2 separate regions of the Mus musculus genome follow, and region 2 is linked to region 1. The links are chromatin contacts, called in public promoter capture Hi-C maps. All regions are on one chromosome and are shown on one strand. Each heading gives the region's core, a stretch centred on a gene start, on an enhancer-like site or on the middle of the called end of the contact. The rest is flanking DNA. Distances are from core to core; before and after follow the strand shown. Region 1 overlaps Zfand6 (zinc finger, AN1-type domain 6). Region 2 has its middle 74 kb from the start of Olfr291.

Evidence for each region. Capture Hi-C pulls out chosen DNA fragments and counts their contacts.
Region 2: a contact with region 1 is called in a promoter capture Hi-C map of adipose tissue. The contact joins two enhancer-like sites. A contact is called at or near these places in 2 of 39 promoter capture datasets (the C10 cell line and hippocampal neurons), 2 of 15 datasets of contacts at CTCF or cohesin (CD8 T cells and the NIH/3T3 cell line), 1 of 484 Hi-C or Micro-C datasets (Th1 cells) and 1 of 9 other capture datasets (adipose tissue).

What each region holds. Positions count from the first base shown.
Region 1 is chr7:84,630,739-84,634,321 of GRCm38.p6, reverse strand. Zfand6 (zinc finger, AN1-type domain 6) reads left to right here. Exons shown (of 7, transcript NM_001360578.1): 2 at 1-83; 3 at 329-437; 4 at 1,566-1,666. Among named protein-coding and RNA genes, the nearest start is that of Fah, 27 kb to the right of the region's middle. Within about 2 kb of position 2,276, at least 11 of the 459 cell types and tissues checked have an H3K27ac peak or open chromatin away from gene starts, as enhancers often do. A contact at or near this core is called in adipose tissue, where this site is marked.
Region 2 is chr7:84,777,649-84,781,570 of GRCm38.p6, reverse strand. No RefSeq gene overlaps it. Among named protein-coding and RNA genes, the nearest start is that of Olfr291, 74 kb to the left of the region's middle. Within about 2 kb of position 1,845, at least 282 of the 459 cell types and tissues checked have an H3K27ac peak or open chromatin away from gene starts, as enhancers often do. A contact at or near this core is called in adipose tissue, where this site is marked.

The DNA of each region.
Region 1 (3,583 bases), core at 1,027-3,526:
TCGTACAAATGGCATGTGTTCAGTATGCTATAAAGAACATCTTCAAAGACAGAACAGTAGCAATGGTAGAATAAGCCCACCTGGTAAGTAATCCAGCTGAAACCCAGCAGTGTTTCTGACGACACATGGGAAATATGCAATACCTCCTTTCACATCTGTCATACATAAGACATTCATATCACTAAAGCAAAATTAAAAAAAAAAAAAAAGGTAGGGAATACTAAAGAAGGGAAACCTATATAGTATGTTTTGTGGGAATTGATCTTCCTTTGCATTTACCAGGCCTTAGGATGTTAGAATATTAACCTATAATGTGGTTGTGTTACAGCAGCTTCTGTCAGCAGTCTGTCTGAATCCTTACCAGTACAGTGCGCAGATGGCAGTGTCCCAGACGCTCAGTCAGCGCTAGATTCTACGTCTTCATCTATGCAGCCAGGGTAAGGTGACTTTCTGAAGCATGACTGAAACTAAAGAGTATTGATCTTACGATAGTTTTTAATCACTTCACAAAGGAATGCTTTAAAGCTACTGCAGGATTTACTGGCCTAGAATTGTATCTGACTGCTTACTACTCACTAGTTACAAGATGCTTTGTACTGTTCTTTGTTAAAGGAGAGCTCTTTCAAGTCTTCAATCCCCTTTTCAGACATCTTTTCCTTTATTCTTCACACTGCATACTGATCGCTGCCAAAGTCCCTCTAAAGTTAGTTCTTCACACTATAGTCCTTGGTCTACAAATATTAGTGCCTTGAATCGGAAGAGCCTTGGTTCAGATTCTTTGTTTTTATCATGGGGCAATACTAATTTTTCTGTTTTATAATATATGTTTGCTTTTAGCGCTGAAATTAGAGATAGAGGGATGCATACAGAAATAACATGTTTAACCTTTGAAAATCATGGTGCATGCCCATAAAATCTCTGACTTGAGAAACAGAGGCAAGAAGACTAGGCATTCAAGGCTAGGGCAAACTATACAGACAATTTAAGGCTCCTCTTGGGCAAGGGAGGAAGGAAGGAAGGAAGGAAGGAAGGAAGGAAGGAAATGCTTTTTTTCCATTTTATTATGTTATAAACTAGGCTATTACGTTTTTACACTGTTTCCTTTTTAAAAATTCATCATAGATGCTCATTTACAACTTTGTTTTCATTTCTGAAGCAAGGCTGCATCATGCTAGTTTTCATTTAGAGCATTCATGTAATATTTGGGATGTGTTAAAACGCACGCACGCACGCTGTTGCTTTGGTTTCCTAAGCATAGACTTCTGGCCGTACTTAGCCTGTGGTTTCCCAGCCCTATGATCATGGTAGGTTACAAGTGTCTCTGTTTTCTATAGGAAGTGGTATACTATGTCCTTTTAGTTTGTTTGGATATTTAGAAGGTGAACTTTTCAAACTGAAATAATATTGAGTCCAGCAGCACTTACCTGAAGGAATTAAGAGATTCTCTTGAGCCCAGGTGTTTAACACCATTCTGGGCATCAGAACAAGCCCCTATCTCTAAAATTAGAAAAGTAATTTTAAAAAACTTTATGTTAAAAAAATAAAAATATCTTTTGCTTTTCTAGCCCTGTGTCAAATCAGTCACTTTTATCAGAATCTGTAGCACCTTCCCAAGTGGACAGTACATCTGTGGACAAAGCAGTATCTGAGACAGAAGACCTGCAAGGTTTGCAAATGATAGCATGTGTTTGTTTAACACTTGAGTTTTGTAGGCCGGGCACTAGCATAGATGTGGGTATTTAGAACAGTACCTGCTTATTGTATATGCTTTGTTAGTTTTGTTATGAGAAGAGTATTTTAAATTCTCAAATATTTAAATTCTTAAATATTTAATAGTTGGGATCTACTTTCCACTTGTATATAATTAGATCAGAGTAAACAGAAGATTCAAATCTGATGTAATTAGAGTGAGCAATAGAAGTATTATACTATATGTTCTGTTGTGTTAGGCAGTTAAATCCCAAAACTCTCCTCTCCGAGCACTGGGACTACTGGCTTGCTGATTTTGGTTTTGACTGATTATCCGGGAGGCTTTTCTTCCTGCTTCCCAGGCACTCCTCTCCCCGTGTGAACTACAGAGTAGTGGTCACATCCAGCTCCTTGCATTCATAAGTGCGGCACCCCATGTTCTCACCCTGGTTCCATGGATTCAAATGATCCAAGAACTCTGAGAAACTTATCTGAAGGCACTTGCAATGGGGAGGCATTTAGGAGGTTTCATAATCTTTGCTAGGCTCTGTTATCCTGTCAGCCAAGGGAGCTTACTGTGCAAAGATAAGTTCAGGGTTGTGTGACACCATGGCATGGTTTAAGGAGACAGCACACTGACGTCTGCATCATGTATAGTGTAGGCATTCTGGTAACAGATGATCTGGAATATTCAACTTTTTCCTTGAATTTTATATTAAATAATATAGATATCCTTTACTTCTTGCCCTGTCAGTACTTGACCGGAAGAGCTGAAGTTGTATACAGTTGTGAGCTGCTTGTGTGGGATCTGGGTATTGAACTTGGGTCCTCTGCAGGAGCAGTATGTGCTTCTGACTGCTGAGCCATCTCTCTAGCCTGTTACAGAAAAATGATGTTGAGTGAGGCAGAGGTGATAATGTAAAATTTGAAAAAATATTTGGAAGGTGTAGATAGGTAAAAGGAAAGTGATGAGAATTGTTCCTGAATTTTAGATGGTCTGGTATAGACTGCTAAAGTGAGAATAGAGTTTGAAAGCAAAGCAGGAGGGAAAGGAACAGAAAACAGCCATCTGATCCTGATTAGGTTCAGGCCATAGACACAACCAAAGGGATATCCCAGGAGCAATTAGTTTTGAGAGGGAGGTTAGCAGAGAAAAGAAAAGAACAAAAATACCACTCACTCAGGAGAGTTATGGGTGTCTTAAACAGAACACATTTTAAATTTCTGTGTGAAAAGAATTTGTAAAAATTAAAGGGTGTGATGTGCATGCCTTTGATTTCTTTGAATTCAAAGCCAGTTTGTTCTGCATGGCAAGTTCCAGGACGGCAAAGGCTACATAGTGAGACCTTGTCTCAGAAAAATAAGACGACCAAAATGAACAAAGATTAAAGTTGCAGTTGAGAGTTGAACGGTTTGATAAAGGAGGGTGAGTTAATAACACAACAGCGTAGGTGCTTTACACCAATTTGATGTTTGGAGAACGTCAAAGTTTCCTTCAGCTTACCCTGAGTGCATTAGCCAAGAAAGTAGTTATGTCATATTAGGAAGGCTGCAAAATTTTTTTAATTAGGTATTTATTTCATTTACATTTCCAATGCTATGCCAAAAGTCCCCCACACTCTTCCCCATCCACTCCCACTTTTTGGCCTTGGCGTTCCCCTATACTGAGGCATATAAAGTTTGCATGACCAATGGGCCTCTTTCCACTGATGGCCGACTAGGCCATCTTCTGCTACATATGGAGCTAGAGGCACGAGCTCTGGGGGTACTGGTTAGTTCATATTGTTCCACCTATAGGGTTGCAGATCCCTTTAGTTCCTTAGTTACTTTCTCTAGCTCCTACATTGGAGGCCCTGTGATCCATTCAATAGCTGACTGTGAGCATCCACTTCTG
Region 2 (3,922 bases), core at 596-3,095, 150 kb before region 1:
TTGAAAGTTAATTGGTTTTAGGGTAGCTCTCCTCAGGCCAGAAAGGAGACAAGTAATAAACCAGTCCCTGGCCTGATAATCATCACCGTCATTGTAATCTCAATGAGTATCTATGTTAGAGGCTGCTGCAGCTCTGGCAAGGTAGGTCCTGTGTGTTTGGTGTATTTGATCTGCATGGTCACAGGCCTTTTTCCATACATGTATGCATTACCCAGAGAGGAGGTTATTGGAAAGGAGCATAGAGACGTCATGAAAGGTATGGTCACAAGATTGTGTTATAAAATGTTTGATAAAGGTGGTAAGGTCTGAGGTAAAGGAAACTAGACATTTTTTAACCTATTAACAGGATTTTTGGACGTTTAATAACAGACACCAGATTTTGAAGGGGAATCCACAAACAATGCCAAACTCAACAGAAAATGCCTACGAATCATCCATACGAGTCTGCCCAAACCAATAAAGTTTGTGGCTCGGTGCAGTCTTTCTGGTCCCACAAGACAGAGCAGGGACAATAGAACAGAGCAGGAATGCTCAATGATCTATCAAAACCCAAAAAACCTAGGGGATGCTTGAAACAGCAAGAAATGGGGGATAAGAAGTTGAGGCAACAGAAGGACCAGAAAGTGTAGAAGGGAGGGCAGAGCTACTAGCCAATCTTAGTCACATCACCAAAATGAAAGGACCTCCAAGTCTACACAAAACACACCCATACACCAAACCCTTACTCCAAAGGAGATTTATTTACCCTAGAAGGATCAGTGGGCTGCTCTGCACCCCACAAAGACAGCAGCAGGAAGCACTGCAGGAATGGTTTTTTAAGAAGAAAGGGGGGAGGGAGTTTATGCTAAGATGAGTTGTGTACTATGTGAACTGAGATTTAATATTAAGAGTAGAATAAAAAAAAAAACTGTGTTTACTTCATCCAGGGTTGCCAAGGAAAGCAGAAATATCTTCCAAATAGCTGCCATTAAAACCTCTATACATTGTCAATTTATTGCAATAGTAATATTAATAATAAACTCTGACGTAGAAAAACACAAACATGTCCAATCATGTTTCTGACATAGTAAACCCAGACAATAGAGCTGCTATTCCAGGATGCCTGGGGCCCTAGTTTCCCATCCCTGGCAAAACAAAAACAGAAAACAAAAAGAAACAAAAGCAAAACAGAAAAGCAATCTGCTCCTTTCAGGGACTATAAGGATAACCCTGAATGCTAACTTAGCCAGTACAGGAAGAAAAAAAAAAAAAAAAAACGTTCATCCTACCTCTCTTTCCACAACTCTAACTCTCACCATGGGTTTGCAAGGGTAATTTTATCTATTATTATCTTGATAAGGAAACAGGTTCAGAATTAACCAGTACAAAGATGAAGCTAATGCAAAAGCAGAGAAGCCAGATTAAATCCAGATGTGTCTTCCAAGGCTCCATCACTCTGCTTTCCTTTGAAAACATCACTTGTTTCCCTCGTGTAAACTCACCTGATCATATTCCTTTAGAAAATGTTCCAGCTCTCCCATCTAGGTTGCCACATACATACATACATACATACATACATACATAGGTACATGGCTGTTGTTTTTGTATTCTTCGTCTTCACGATTTTCTCTTGCTTTATAGGGAAGATATCATCTTTTTTCATCCCTCGGGTACTACTAGATGTTGAATAATAAGTAACCTACATTTACCGTGCTCTATCTAAAACACTGACAAAGTCTTCCTCTTAATGGGACAAGGGTTTCATTCTGGAAAACAAAATCCACTACCAGACAGGCCAATGCTCTCAGAGGAGCTAACTACAAGTTTGTGCGCCCCCAAGTGGCCAGAGCGACCATCGGATCAAAAGCGCGCTCCCAAAATGACTACGCGTTATAAAAGAAGACTTGAGTCTCACTGTGGACGTGAGCAACACGGGAGGACCCGGCCCCACCGGATGACACGTACCCACCTGAGAGGCCGGGTGCGCGCCGGAACTGCGCCTGCGCAGATTAAGAAAAAGAAAGAAAGAAAGAGAAAAAAACGTGTGTATTGGACTTTCAAAACCGTAGTTTCTGTGATGCGAGGTACACAGGGCTTATACAATCGCCTCAGAATTTGGGACCTCCAGCCATGGGGGCTGCAGATGCTGCCTCATCTATACCCATCGCTCAGCGTCCTTCGATTCTGAAAGAACTGAGATCACAGGGGCCAACGCTATCCAGCCTCGCCTGCGGCACACGCTGTCTCCAGCAGGGGGCGATGAGGTGTCTGGTGCTGCCCACTGCTAGTGGTGCTGCAGCCCAGGTTCCTGTTGTTGGCTCCTTGAGGACTGCTAGATTGAGGTGGCAAGATAGAAAAAGACCTGCTGCCCCCAGGTACTAATTCCTATAGGTTAAAGAACAAAAGACTCCCTCGACCTACAAGGCATCTTCCTCCATTTGAGTGGGTACCTTGGCTGGTGAACCACATGGACCACATACAGAAATAGGCCCTGCCTAGAGGACGTTGTTCTCTTACCTCTGGAGAATTTAGAATTCAGAGAGAGTCATCCTGATCTTTATTGTCACAGAGTTCGGCAGTCATGTCACTGTAGAATAACTCGAACTTGGTTCTCCTGTAGGAAGTCTTCACAGAAAGCTTATTGGAAAGTGGAGAGAGACCCTGGGGTACTTCTGTGTTGGGAGAGTCTGGTAACAACACTGTCGCACATATAGAGAAGAGCACTACAGTTACCCTATATGAACAACCAGGAAATCCAGTGGATTAAGAGTTCATTTTCAGCCTATAAAGGTCTTAAATCTTTTAAATAACAAGCTGGATTCTAAAATTTTACAAGGTAATGTGAAAGTTTGGTAGACCCATGTTAACAGTGAGTTCATATGAGAATTCAAGCATTTCAAACTTTTTAAAAAAAAAGCATTGAAAATAAAGATCACAGGTGGAGATTATGGCTTCCAGATATTAAGTCAGACTGTAAAGCCTGATTTATAAGGCAGTGCTGATGCTGTAATACTCAAAGGGACTGTGGACTAACGGAAAGGCAGAAAATAGATCTAAAGCCATCTCAAACCACTGGGACATTCTTTTTTTTTAATAAATAAGTGTTGAAACAACATTCATAAGGAAAAAAACCTAAATTAATTAGAGATATAGTGTAAAAACTGACTCTATAAGTTCCAAAGAAAATAAGACAATAACCTTATTGAGAAAATCTTTTCTCAGAAGCATAGGTAGTGAAGCAAAAGGTAGATAGCTTTGCTAACAAAATACTTTAAACTGTCACAGCAAAAAACAAAATGATATCTAACAAGCTGGGGAAAAATTATAGCATATACTGCAAAGACTTGTATTTCTGTGGATAAAGGTCTAAACAACTGGCTTCCATAACAGAATACCTGTTTATAATAACCAGAAATTTATAATGGGTAATTTACAATAGACAAGAGTGTGTTCACCCACAGTTCTGGAAGCTGGCAATTAAGGGTTCTTCCTCACCATTTCTGGATAATCAATTTAATGACAAGACTGTTCAAGATAAATCTTTATATACACATATATACTTGATAGATAGATAGATAGATAGATAGATAGATAGATAGATAGATAGACAGATAGACAGACAGATAGACAGATGATACATGAAGTGGATGGCATGTGTGTGTACCACTGGCATGCAGTGCCCAAAGGGGCCAGAAGAGAGCATCACATCCTCTGGAATTGGACAGAGGCAAATGAATTGTCATATGGGTACTGGAAATTGAATCCCCATATTCAGGAAGAGTCAGGAAGAGCAACCAGTGCTCTTAACCACTGATCCATTTCTCCAGCCCTCAAGATAATTCTGTAAGGGCTAATCTTCAACAAGTGATGCCAAGACAAGTAAGTGTTCATAGGCCAAAGAGGAAAGATGGACCTCTCTCTAGCACTGTATTCACATTTTAAA